Regions from separate parts of the Rattus norvegicus genome. Here region 2 is linked to region 1. A link is a contact called in public Hi-C data. All regions are on one chromosome and are shown on one strand. Each heading gives the region's core, a stretch centred on a gene start, on an enhancer-like site or on the middle of the called end of the contact. The rest is flanking DNA. Distances are from core to core; before and after follow the strand shown. Region 1 holds the start of Phc1 (polyhomeotic homolog 1). Region 2 holds the start of Mfap5 (microfibril associated protein 5).

Region 1 (6,723 bases), core at 4,078-6,577:
AAAACCCCTACCAAAGCAGTAGCATTTGGATGGATCTCCACTGCTAAGTCTGCCAGCTTTGTGTTTGTGTGTTTTGAGACAGGGTTTCTCTGTGTAGCCCTGACTGTCTTGGAACTCACAGAGACCCACCTGCCTCTCTGCCTGCCGGCCTTTTGAGTTCTAAATTTAAAAAGCTTTTTTTTTTTTTTTTTTTTTTTTTTTAAATCTCTGTCCTTTTCTAAAAGCCCAAGTACTGTTTTCCTGTTCTACTCCACTTTCCTTGACATTCTAGGCTTCTTGCCTGGTCTCTGACTCTCCCAACCCTCCCCCTCCACTGGGCAGCTGCTCACTGACCTCCACTGCTGAACATGCCGGCCTTTTTGACCCTGACTCAAAAGCCTGGCTTACTCTTCTCCAGCTTCCTCCACTCAGCAGCCACAGAGATTTATAGCTTGCTTGCCTTGTTTTTCTATTAAGCTCTATGAAATGGTCATTGAGCTTCCTTGTGAGGCGGTTTAATTATTATTATTTAAGAGACTAATAACTCACGGAAGGGGACCCCGAATAACTTGATAAAGCCATGACCTGGAGTCAGTTTGCTAAGTGACTGACAGGTGGCAGTATGTTGTGGCACCTGAGTGATGATTCCTATCCAGGGTGGGGAGAAACAAGGTAGCCTGTGGTGCAAGACTGTGTCACACTACTCAGAATGGCGCACAGTTGAAAGCTTGTATATTATTTGTGAAATACATTCTTCTATTACATATTTTTGAACATGGGTTACTTGTTATATTACAGCTACTGTAATATTCTGTTACAAACTTCCTGGCTTAAACTGACACATATATTACTTTACAGTTCAGAAGGTTAGAAATTTGACATGCATTTCATTGGGTTAAAGTCAATGTGTTTGGAAGGCTGTGTTCTCTCTTGTCAGAGCTTGGGGGAAGATTCATTTAGTTAAATTTTTTTTTCTAGCTTCTAGAAGAGTGGTTCAACCTTCCTAATGCTAGGACCCTTTAATACAGTTCTTCAGATTGTGGTGAGCCCCCCCCCCACCATAAAATTATTCATTGTTACTTCATAACTGTAATTTTGCTGTTATAAGCCATAAGTAAATATCTGATATGCAGAATATCTGATGTGTGACCCTTGTGGAGTCCAGGGCTACAGGTTGAGAACCGCTGTTCTAGAGGCTTCCTACATTGTTTGATTTATTGCTGCCTGGTGTTTTAAAGTCAGTAAGAATGGGGTTGAGTACCTCTCAGGTCCTACCAACCACTCTGCATCCTCCGCTTCCTATCTCCACATTCACATATATCCACATATATCATATATATCACGTCACCCTGGAGCTGCTCTGATAACGCTCCGGAATCTCCAGTTGTTTAAAGGGCAGCTGATAAACGGTGTTACTTCCCCTTTGCTCTTTAACAGAGCATGCTCGCAGGCTTCACGGCTGGAAAAATGTGGGCTCACTTATTCTTACTGCAGCTTACGAGTTCCGACAACACCAGAAACAGAAGTGAGGGAATTCGGATGTACGTCGTTATTTCTCTTTCTCGTTTGCTAATTCCCCCCAGTCCTTACCCACATAGCGTCTTTTGGACCGATAGCTGGAGATAGTAACTGAGTCAGCGTGGATCACGCCCATTGCCCGAACTTTTAAATGGCAAACGCCAAGCTTCTCTAGGAACATTCAGAGCTGAGCACCTGAGTGGAAATTTCACATCTCTCTTTCAGGCTGTGACTGGAGGTGGTTCTGAGCTGTGGTGGCACGCAGGCTTAATTTAAAGTTCTTACTCCAAAACTTAAGTCCCCACTAACGGACCTTGAACAGTTTGACTTTTCAAGCTTTATATTCTCCATCTGCAAATATTATAACGGACCCAAAACGGTTGTCTGGAGGCCTGAATTCCAGGGCGCTCTGAAGCTGCAGCATGTATTTTGAATTGTTTCCCCCCCCCTTAGACATCTTCCCAGATGCTGAGCTTTCTTGGTCTAGGGAACAAAACCCCAGGGGGTGTAAATCTGGTGTTTGATCTCATCATGAATCTGTATTCTAACTTCTCAAATACTGACCAGAGGAGCGCCCTTGAAGCCTTATACAAGTAAATGCAGTGCCCAAGGAATGCTCTTCATGTAGATAAATTCACTAATTAAATTCACCTCACTAAGTTATGACTAAATACTTGTGGACGCTAAGTAAACCATAAAGAATGGTTTAGGTAACGTGGAGAACAACAAATACTTATTGGGTTAGTTCTAGCCCTGAAATGCCCTTTTCTCTGTGGAAAACCAAAGGACTTGGACAGCACTTGGCTTTAAATATCGGAGTCTCAAAATGCCCTTAAAGCTCATCTTCCTCTCTTCCAGCTAGACCTTAAGAAGAACTGCCTCAAGATGGGGTGGGATGTGGAAGGTGGGTGATGTGGTGTAGTTTAGAATATAGGTGGTCCTGCTACGTTCTTCCCATATTTGCATAAACCGTGCTCCTCTCTTTCACTTGGTTGGCTGTCCACCGTAACACTAGTGGAGTGAGAGCCGTCTCTTCACAGGTCAGCTCGAAGAACGCTGCTCGGTGGATGACCGAGATTCCATTACCCTACCTTCTGTTTGTTTCAGTTGCACCCAAACCCCCTTCCAAATCCCAGCCCTTCTGGAGGTGGCTGAGGAGTTGCAGGAGGGCTCAGCTTTCTGCAAAACAGGTTGAATGCATTTCCTTCACACCTGTTTAGGCTAATGGCCTTCTGTGTCATGTAGAGCAAAGTCACCTAGCCTCGCTCCACGGAACCGTTTGTTTTGAAAGAGAAAAGACTAATTCCAGAAGAATCATTAAATGAAAGTGAGAAAGTTTAACAAACAGGGGGAGGCAGGGAAGGAGAGAAAGAGAGAGAGAGAGAGAGAAAGAGAGAGAGAGAGAGAGAGAGATATCTCCATCAGGGAACAAAACTGTTTTGCTTTGCTTAGGTGGAGGTGAATTGTTCTCAAGGTAATTCAGGGTATGAAAATGATTTTTTGGTGGATGGAGCCTTTCCTGAAAATTTAATTTGCTGTTGATACTTTTTTAAAAAATACTAAGTTAAATTTATTTTAGTGGAGATTACTTAGAACTACGACCCAGAAAACCCAGGAGCTTTGGAGATCTTTACATGAACACGGAACTCCTGGCCCATGACCAACACGGCTTATGCTGCAATGGGTTATTCCTAGGCTAATGTTAGATCAGAAGCTGAAAAAAATCATGCCAGTTTTCAATCCCCTACTATCATTCAGTAGATGATGAAACCAATGATACTGGATTGAAAGAGAAACAAAACAAACAAAAGCAAAAACTTTGAGGTGGAATGTAGCTCTATGAAGCAGGAGTAATTATTCACCGTTAAGGGGGCTGTAGCTCAATGGGAGAGGGCCTTGGTAATTCTATACAAACCCTGTCAGGTATTGAGAAAACAAGGATATAACCTCTGGATTCTTTCTTCTGGGCATATATTACAGGATCATATCGACTCATTAGTGCTGATAGTTTTCCAATAGGATATCTGTTTCTTGTCCTGGAAGGGTATATAAATCTGATTGTTCTTTTTGGTATTAAGCCTCCACGAGAAAGCTTTAACCTTCCTTGACCTGCCAAAGTTCTAGGTTTGAATTAAGTGGGTAATGCTTCACCTGGTTTTTTAACCACGAGATCTCGCCAGAAGGTTTCCATTCATCCCCAGCCAACACCTATCATCCTTGGCCCGGCAACAAACCCTTTCACCTCTCCACGCCCTTGTTACTGCCTCTCCAGTCCTTTGGCTGCCCTTTGGGGTTTGCATACTTGTTTAACTGGTTCCTAGAAGCCTCCTAAAGATCTTACTTCACGGCGATCTGGCTACACAAATTAAGAGTGGGAATTGATACGAACACAAATGCATCTAATTTATAATGAGAATGCTTCAATTTTTCTCTAAATACAAATTAATTACACATGGGTTTTCAATGACGCGTGGGCTCGAGAAAACAACTAATTATGGCTGAGGTTAGCAGAAAGATTACAGATAAAGCTCAAATCCCAGCTATTATCACTAGGTAACACCCACCCAACGGTAGGTAAAGGTTAAGGAAAACAGTTATCTTTCCCATCAGTGCAGAGGTTAAAAAAAAAATTAAGCTTTCAAGAGTGGCCGGCACACAGTAGGTGTTCCAGGAGCATGGAGAGACTGAGAACTAAATCCTGTTAAATTTGTGTTACAAATAAAACGAGCCTCCTCCACCACAAGCTCAGCCTTCCCAAAGGCAGCACCATTGTTCACCTCTTTACACCCCGCCTTTTCCATTGTTTTGGGCGTTCTGATTCTTTCACATGTGCGTGTGACTTTTAGAGGTTCCAAAGCACACAATCAACCCTGAAATCACAGACTTAAATATCATTCAAAGCAAGTTGCATCAGGTTCCTGCTTTTAAATGAGTGCAGCTTCTAACGGGTTCAGTTTCTTTGCGGCGTTGTTTCCCGCCTTCTTGGAGTTGAGGCGAGGGATTAAACAATCAGCATTCTCTCGCTGTTCCCTCAATCCCGAAGTTTTTCTTTCCTCATCTTTCCTTCCCTCTGCTCTATTTCCTTTCACAGACCGACGTTTCTCAAGGGTCTTTGCTCAGCTTCCTCCCTCTCTGGCTGCTGGTCCCTTTGATCCTTTCTTCGAGCCCCTATTCCCAGAAGCTGCAGAAAATACCTTCTTTTCCCCCCCTTTCACGTCACTTCCCTCCCCTCTCCCTCTCTTCTCCGAGGTGAGTCCCCCTCTACAGGCCAGCGCTTTCTTAGCTTCGTGCTTTCAAACCGAGAGCGGAATTTGGAGAGAAAGAAGGGGGGAAGAAAGGACGAGAAAGAGATCCAGAGCCAGGGGGGAAAATAAAAAAACACTCGGGCCTAGAGCCGGGAGGCCCGGGAGCAGCGTCGCCATGGCAACGGGCGCCGACAGGAAGCGAGGGACGCGCGCGAGGGCGGGCGCGGGGAGGGGGCGGGCCGGAGGAGGGGTCGGCTGCCCCGGAAGCACCTCCCCGCAGCCCCCTCCCCGCCTGCCCGCGGCCCCCCGGCCTCGGCCCCCACCCTCGCGGCGGGGCAGGAAGTGACAGGCCCGCGCGAGCCCCCGGCCTGGCGGAGCCGCGGCGCGGCCAGCACCCGGACGGCGGGAGGGGCGGGGAGCGGCGGCCGCGCCGGGCACCTCCCACCGCGCCTGGGCCCCCGCCCCTCCAGGAAGGGGAGGAGGCGGCGCGCCGCCGAGGCCGAGCGACCCCCCCCTCCCCCGCCCCTGAGGTGGACGCCCCCCGCGAGGACTCGGGTGCGGAGCCGGGCGCGAAGGTAACCGGGCGGCCGCGGGCCGGGGAGGGGCCGCATCCCGGGGTCTCGGCGGCGCGGGGATGTTTCCTCAGCCACCTCGGCGTGTGCAACGCCCAGGTACCTCCCCCAGCCGCGCTCCTGCCTCCCGCTCTGCTGTGCTCTGCGGTGCTTCTTTGGTGCTTCGCGTCCCGGTCTCCGTGCTTTGCGCTGGCTGTGCTCGGTGCTGTCTGTCCGTCACCTCGTTGCCTCGGACCGCTCGCCTTCTCATTCATTTCTCCCTTCCCCGACTTTGGTCCTTCCATCCGAGCATGCTGTCTGGTTATCTCCCTGCTTCTCGCGCTCCGCCGGGCTCCCCAATCTCGACTTCTGTGACTCCCCCTGCTTGGCTCCCTACTATTAGAATGTACAATTCCCTGCTTACCGAGTCCGTTCGCTTCGGGCACGGCACTGTATCCACCCCCTTCTCCCGGTGTGTTTGGTTTCTCGTTGGAACTGCGTTTTTATCACGGTTCTGTGAAGAACTATAACCCCTGGGAGTCTTCCCGAGGCACCCCTCACCCCCTTGCTTCTCACTCCATTCTTACTGCAACAGAGTTTTGTACTCCAGGGTTATTGACTTCTTCCAACACCTGACCCAATAGGCCCAGTAGTATGTCCATCTCAATATTACTTTCTAGTCCCTTCCCGTCGGTGTGCATCTTCCCCAGTAGAATCCTTACACACCCACACCCAAATGGTGGTACCGTTTAGGATGGCCATTCACTCTTCTCTCAGTTTTAATTTTTAATTGAGTTTGCCACCTAAACGCTTTTCTGTCTTCACTTTCTACATTGAATCTGGAACTCACAACATTAATTGGAAAAAAAATGAAGATTTTAAGAAATAGATTAGTGTGCCTGCGAGGTTTTTGATGGCAGTTTCCCTGGTGGAAAGACTTTAAATTGGCCCTTCTCTGTTTCACGATCTAGGGGAAATGAAGGGGTCATCGGATTGATGAACGTTTTTTATATAAGCCTCTATTGCAAGTAACAGGGTCTTTCGTCTCTGAGTCCAGTGAGATAAGTCCAGTAATCTGTACAACTGTGCTGTGCTGCCTCTAATCCTTACCCACTTTTTTTCCTTCACATGCTGATATTGAGGACTCATGGGTCTGTATCTGTTCAGTGCTTTGATATTTTGGCAAAGGATGTGGGGAAAAAGGTAGACCAAGGTTGATAGAATGCCCTGTCTGTATCTCTTCCATTAAATCCATGTGTGGAGTGACATCTGTTTCTTCCTAAAATGGGTAGAGTTCTCTGGGGACAGTTATGTGATGTAGTGATGCCGGGGAGAGAATCGGGACTGAACTCAACTTTAATGGCCAAGGCCAGGACTTTGATTTTTGTTTGGGATGCACTCCTGAGGTAAATCCATTCATCTAATGAAAC
Region 2 (7,194 bases), core at 774-3,273, 200 kb before region 1:
TGTGAGAGAGAGAGGGGCTCCCAAAGAGGAGCACTTTAGGAGAGAGGAGAGGGGGAAAGGCAGGAAGAGGAGCAGAGAATGCCATGTGCTGTTTGGCTCAATAGACATTTGGGGATCCAGTTTGTGGGCTGGTGAGAGGGTACGGCAGGAAGGGCACGTGTTGGCACTTCTGAAGGCCTAAGGTAGAGCCTAGGACCCAGATCCTGACAGCGCATAAACAACTCCTGAATGTTGTTCTCTCCCATATATGCACATACTTCTGTGCTCCTCCCACACACCTACACACCCACACACATAATTTTAAAAGCAAACTTTTTTGAGGAAGGATCTCTCATCACTATGTTGACCTGGATGTCTTGGGACCATACTGAAGTCCATGCTGGCCTCAAACTCACCAAGGTTCACCTGCCTCTGCCCACAAGGTTCTAGGATCAAAACCCTGGGCCACCAGACCCCACTCTAAGGCATTTTTTAAAACCCATTTTGTCTTGAACCATGCCTTTGATCCCAGCACTGATGGGGGATACAGGTGGATACTGGAGGGTTTGAGGACATTGCGGTGGTCTAGCCAGTACTATATAGCAGGACCCTATCTTAACAACAAAGCAAACAAAAGTACAGTTTGCACCGTACTTCATAGCAGGACTCTGTCTCAGTTAAAACAAAACAAAGCAAAATTATTAAAAAGGTAAAAATCCGGGCTGAAGAGATGGCTCAGTGGTTAAGAGCACTGATTGCTCTTCCAGAGGTCCTGAGTTCAATTCCCAGCAACCACATGGTGGCTCACAACCATCTGTAATGGGGTCTGATGCCCTCTTCTGGTGCATCTGAAGACAGCTACAGTGTACTTATATATAATAAATAAATAAATCTTTTTTTTTTTTTGGTTCTTTTTTTTTTCAGAGCTGGGGACCGAACCCAGGGCCTTGCGCTTCCTAGGCAAGCGCTCTACCACTGAGCTAAATCCCCAACCCCAATAAATCTTTTTTTAAAAAATGTAAAAATACAGTTTTAAGCTAGTTTCATTACTTCCTGGTAACCCCCTTTTTCTCGTTTGTTTTCAAGGCCCAAGGTCTTATCTCCAAGTTTCCGGGAGCATCAGGTCAGTTGTTTTATCATACTACCAATTCATCATTTGATTACTTCAAGTCAGTTGCTATGGTTTTGTTTTTGTTGTTGTTTATTTCAATGGCTTTTTGCTATGCTTTTTAGGATAATTTTACCTCTCCTTTTTCAGAGCTGAGATCTGAACCCTTGCTAGGTAAGCAATCTACCTCTGAGTTAAGTCTCCAATCCTTGGTTACCTAAAGTCAGAATTAGCAGCAATGGTTAGCAATGAGCAAATGGTATCTGGGGAGTGTGTTCGTGTCGCACGTGTGCATCATGTGTGTGATTGTGCATCATGTGTGTGTGTGAGTGCAGGTATGCTGGTGACACACAGTAAGTCTCCTTCTAGTCTATTTCAGGGATCAATTATCAGATCACGAGGCTCGCTCTGAACTGCTCCTACCCACTGAGTCATCTCACTTCCGCATGCCTCTTTCTCATGTTAAAATTCCACATTCCTAACTGGAGATAAAGCCACGTGGAAGGCTGAGCCAGAAGGATCACCATGAATTTAAAGTCAGCCTCGGCTACAACCTACATTATATTATAGACCTGAGTCTGGTCGTAGGCTTCCCAGTAGCATTTATAGTGGTGACCACTAGGGGGCACTAGGATTCCCTAAGTTTTCGGGGTTTCTGGAAGTGGGAAGCAGGGGAGCTATCTTTGATTTCCTTCTTAGACGATTCAACCACAGATTTCTGGTAATAAACTACCAGGGTTTGGAGATGGGCTTTTATGTGGTGGGCATCTAGACTTCATTACCCCCGCCCCCCGCCCCCGGCTAACAAATCCTCACTGCCCAGAAACAGAACTCCAGTAGCTTGTACTGCAGTCTGTCTTAGTGACTTAGGGGGCTGGCTCACCTTGATGCGACTGCTTCTCTGGGGCAACCTTGTCTTCTTGCACCTGGAAATCTGAACGGACTGTGTGACTGCAGTGGGACTTGGACCGCGTGACCGCGTGCCTGCCAGTGTGACTGGTTCCAACTGGAATAAGTTTTTTGCTTGCTTGTTTGTTTGTTAATTTTATTGCGGAGCCCAGGTTAGCCTGGCACTTAGGACCCTCCTGCCTCAGCTTCCCGAGTGCTAAAGTTCCTCTCATGCTCCCACACCCAATGTAAGCCTATATTACCCTGAGGTTCTCTCTGGCCCTGGGGAAGAAATCTTTGGATGTCAGATCATCTATCTTTCCATCCCACACTGGCTGGCGCTCTGTCTGGGAAAGAACATTTTCCAGTAAAAAGAACCCTCCATTGGATGGACTGTCCAGGATAGCGATGGCTTAATAGAGGCAATGTCGATATGAGTCACTCAGGAAATGTTTCATTTAAACAGAGTACCCCAGCGGATGGTGAAATGCGAAGAGAGAAAAAGAAGACAGGGATGGGAGCCTGTCTGCAAGCTGGCTTTATTCATTTGTTTATTGGACTATAAAGAACACACCCATTAGCAGAGAGGCCGCTGGGCAAATGAACAGAAACATCACCATGGTCCGATCCAGTGAAATTAAATCCAGGGGCTAGATACACAAAAAAATTCCCTTAAAAGGCAGGGAAAGACAGGAGAATTATATGAGGCAGGGTGGAGAGGGAGTGGTGCGTGTCCAGCAATGAAGTAACAGTCAAATGCAAAATTAGAATTGGATGCCAACACACATATGTCCTTAGAAAACCTGGGCTACACACAATTTCTGTGTGTCCATCAAAGCTCAGCCTAGGAGCTGTCTCGGCCCCCAAACCATTCCTGGTCCCCTCTGTGTTTCTACTGAGCCAGCTTTGTTTATTTATAAAACCTCCTCCTTTCCATTAAATTCTTTCCCATATCTCTAACCTCCATCAGGCTGAGTGTTCCTGGATGGCAGAGGCCGCCTTTACTCATTCCTGGCTGACATAATGGCTAGCACATGAGAAATCGAGCTTTGACTAATTGAATTAAATTGAGCTGGAGGCTTGAAACCGTTACTTCAAATACTCAAAATCTTACACAAACGCCGAGAGGGTAGAGGCTAACGTCTTAGGGAAGTAGTGATTTGAGAATACGCGGGGAGATCTCAAGTAGCTAATGTGTGAAGCACAATGAAGCCGAGGACGGAACAAAAGGTGTGGAGAGGTTGGGCAACAGCTGTACTGGAAGCAAAGGAATTTTGTCAGTGAGGATGCAGAATGACTTCATGTAAAACATACAACTTAGCTGGATAAGATGGTGATTGCTTACGATCCCAGCACTCAGGACAACGACACAAGAGGATCACAGGTTCGAGGCCACTCAGATCCAGTCTCAAACAAAGCGACATAAAACTGATCAAGCCCACCAACTCCGAAACTCTCAACGACATAAAAAATGTAAACAGTTCTGATAACTTTGGCAATATACAAAATAGATGGGAGTTACAGAGATTCATTTACGAAAGGGAGACAAACTGACACAAGTTGGAGCAGTTAAGAGTGCTGGCTGCTCCTCTGAAGGACCCAGGCTCAGCTCCCAGCATGCACCATTACTGTGAGTTCTGGGATTCAAGCTCGGACATACAACCGTCTACAACTCCAACCCCAGAGGAGCTGATGTTCTCGTCTGGCCTTCAAGGCACTACACACACGTTACACAGACAAACATTTAAGCAAAACACTCATGTGCTTAAAACAAAAATCATGAAAGGCCTTAAAAAAATCCAACTTCTTATTCCCAACTTTCCAATGACCAAAAACTCCAGAGAGAGAAATTTGAAATTTGAAAATATGGGAGAAGGGAGAGAGGTGCTTAATGTATATAATTAATAAGTAATGCTAGTGATTACAATAAACAACATCAGGGTATTTATATAGTTAATACATAGATTTTATATGCATTAGGCAGCCTCTTAGATGGTGGCATAATTCTCTTCACTCTCCCGTGGCATCCCCACTCCCCTCCAACTTCCCCCATGCCCACCCTCTGGTCTTTGTAGCTGCCTTTAAGGAAGAGAGCACAGCACAAGCGATCAAACATCCTTCCCCAGCCTGGGCTACTGAAGGCTACTGTGGCTTCTGTTCTTTTCCTTTTTCTGCATTTAAAAAAGTGTGGGTGCAAGTGTGTGTGTGTGTTTGTGTGTGTGTGTGTGTGTTCATGTGCTTGTGTTGGGATAAAGTGACTTTAAATGCCAGAGGTGGTTGGAGCTAGAATCATGCAGTTGCGGGACACCTTATGTGGCGCTCGGAACTAAGTAAGGTCCTCTGAAAAAGTAGCAAGTGTTTTTACCCATCAACCCCTCTCTCCAGCCTCCAAAATGAGAAGCCAACAAGAGCGGATGTTGAAGGGTTTTGTTGTTTCTGTTTCTTGCTGTTTTTGTGCTGCTAGGGGTTGAGTTCGTTGAGACTCACTCTGAGACCTAATAACAGGCATGATTTATGGAATATGTGGTGGTCATTCCTGGTTGTCAACTTAACTGCCTCTGGAATGAATGACAATCCAGAAATGGAGGGCACACCTGTGATCCAGATCTTGAGGCTAGAAGACACAGGCTTCTGAACCTGATCTTGAAATGGAGCTCTTGAGTCATAGTGGCCAAGAAAAGCTTAGACCCAGGCAAGGTAGTACATACCTTTAATCCCAGGAGACTGAGGCAAGGAGATCTCTGAGTTTAAGGCCAGTCTGGGGCAAAGCAAGTTCCAGATCTAGGCGTGGCAGAACACACCTTTAATTTGGGCCACACCTTCTGCTGGAGGCCTATATAAGGACATTGGAAGGAGGAAGATTCACTCATTCTTCTTCGCCTGCTTGGACTTGCCAGCACATCTGTTGGAACCTAGCTCTTCAGGATCCCAGCTTACACAGAAGGCCAGCTGGAACGTCTAGCCTCCTGGGACTGCGCATCCACAGCTGCCCATTGTTGGGTTAGTTGGACTACAGACGGTAAGTCATTATATTCCTTCAATAGAGAGAGACATTCTATAAGTTCCGTGACTCCCGAGATCCCTGACTGATACAGAGTGTTAACTACACCCTGGGCTATTGTTCTCTACGCAGTTCCCAGAAGGTCAGAAGAGAACAAAGACACAGATAACAAGGAGGGACAAAAAATAGGAAAGAATGTGAGGCGTTGATTTTGGAGTGAAGTTTGTAGGGAAGTGAGTAAGCTCCCAAATGACTATGAATAATTAAAGTTATTTTATTCATTTAATAAGGAGGAGAATTTCTCTACACTAGCCTTGAGGGTGCTGGATGAGGTACATTCTTCCTTATGGGGCAGTAACTGGTTTGCGGAAGTGGCTGGAAGAGTAATTAGATTCAAGGACTAGTTGGTACCAGTCTCTGCGGGGCTTTCTGGTTGGCAGAGCCTTGCTTCTCTTCTGCCCAGTATGTCTGCCTGGCTCCCTGGGGCATCTGAGAGCATCACTGTGCATGAAAGGGAACGGCTGTGTGTATGAAATGCAGATGCTCCCAGAGGCTCAGCCTCAGGCTCCCCTGCCCCAAATAAGTCAGTCCCTTCCAATCAAAGGGAAAGGGAAGGATATTCTAGCTCTCCCTGGGAGCAAGAAAGGGTCAAAAGCATGGTTAACTTTAGTCCACCAGAGAGCCTAGTAGGTTAACTACTGTTGACTCAACAGACTATGGCTAAATGCCATATTTGGAATATGTGAATCTTGCCTCTTAATCTGAAACCAGATTTACCTCTTTCCATAATTCTGAAGGAAACTGTTAACAAGGACCTCTTTGTTGTTCAATAAAGGAACACTTCAGTATTTTCTTTAGCATTAGGCACTGCTGGCTGCAACCCATAGCTTTAAACAGCCTCTTCTCTTGACATCTATGTTAATTATGTCTAGTAACAAAACATCCTTAATAAACTGATTTTTTTTTTATTTCTTTTTTGAGATAGTGTTTTCTCTGTGTATTCTTGGCTTTCTTAGAACTCTATGTAGATCGGGCTGGCTTTGAACTCCCACAGATCTGCCTGAGCTCTGAGATCAAAGGTTTGTGCCTTCATGCCCACATGGCACAAAGAATTTAATGAATAGTGAACATGGTAGCCAATGTGTTTAATCCCAGTACTCAAGAGGCAGAGACAGGTGGCTCTCTGTAAATTTGAGGCCAGCCGAGTCTTGTTAGTGAATTCCAGGAAAGCTGGGTGGGGCTGTTACACAGAGAACCCTGCCTTCAAAAGCAAACAGGATTTAAGGTAGGGAAACTTATTTTGCTCACCTTTTCAGAGATATTGGCCACTTAGTGCTGGAGGCGTTGGTGGAACAGAGTTGCTCTCTGCCTGGTGGCCGGGAAAAACAGAGAGATGATACATTGTAGCTAGTGTACATTCCTGCCCCTAGAGCCCTCTGCCCAGAACCTGGCAATAATGTCATCTACTTGGTTTCTAGCCCTCTGTCACTGAGGACTGTGGCACAAGCTTATACTTCTGGCACTTGGAAGGTGGAAGCTGGAAGATTTAAGTTATCCTCTGCAATATATGGAGATTGAGACCAGCATGAGTGATGGAATTAAACAAATGACTAGGCTGGAGAGCTAGCTCAGTGGTTAAGATCACGACATCACATGAATTCATTCTCTTAACACCCTTTCCATATTGCTTTATTTTTTTTTATTTTTTAAAAACAACTTTTATTTTTTGTATGAGTACACTGTAACTGTCTTCAGACACACCAGAAAAGGGCATCAGATTTCATTACAGATGGCTGTGAGCCACCATGTGGTTGCTGGGACTTGAACTCAGGACCTCTTGAAGAGCAGTCAGTGCTCTTAACCGCTGAGCCATCTCTCTTGACTCTCCTGGAATTTGCTTTGTAGACCAGGCTGGCCTTGAATTTACAGATCGGCCTGCCTCTGTTTCCCAAGTAGTGGTATCCACGTGTGCCCCACCACCTCCCAGCTCATCTTATTTCTAAATGGTGGGAAATTCCCTGGTTCATTAGCAGCCTCTTTTCTGTCTGTGGTGTAGGAGACTCAACTCTGAGCCTCACACTGAGCTACATCTCCAGCCTTTTCTCTCATTTAGTGGCCCCATCTCCAGACCTTTTTTCATTCTCTTTCCTTCATTAGTGTGTTCTTTGGCTGCATTAGCCGTTTGGGCTTTTGAACCCAGCTATACTCTGGTCTAAAC

The links. A called contact is a pair of places that touch in the nucleus more often than the background predicts.
Region 2: a Hi-C map of Schwann cells shows a contact between it and region 1, with 2.3 times the contacts expected there. The contact joins the promoter of Mfap5 here to the promoter of Phc1 in region 1. A contact is called at or near these places in 2 of 12 Hi-C or Micro-C datasets (Schwann cells and frontal cortex).

Annotation. Positions count from the first base shown.
Region 1 is chr4:157,203,164-157,209,886 of GRCr8, reverse strand. Phc1 (polyhomeotic homolog 1) reads left to right here and starts at 5,327. Exons shown (of 15, transcript NM_001107886.1): 1 at 5,327-5,413. The coding sequence starts at 5,377.
Region 2 is chr4:157,394,748-157,401,941 of GRCr8, reverse strand. It overlaps Mfap5 (microfibril associated protein 5), which reads right to left and starts at 2,023. Exons shown (of 11, transcript NM_001108644.1): 1 at 1,935-2,023. It also overlaps a transcript of Rimklb not described here.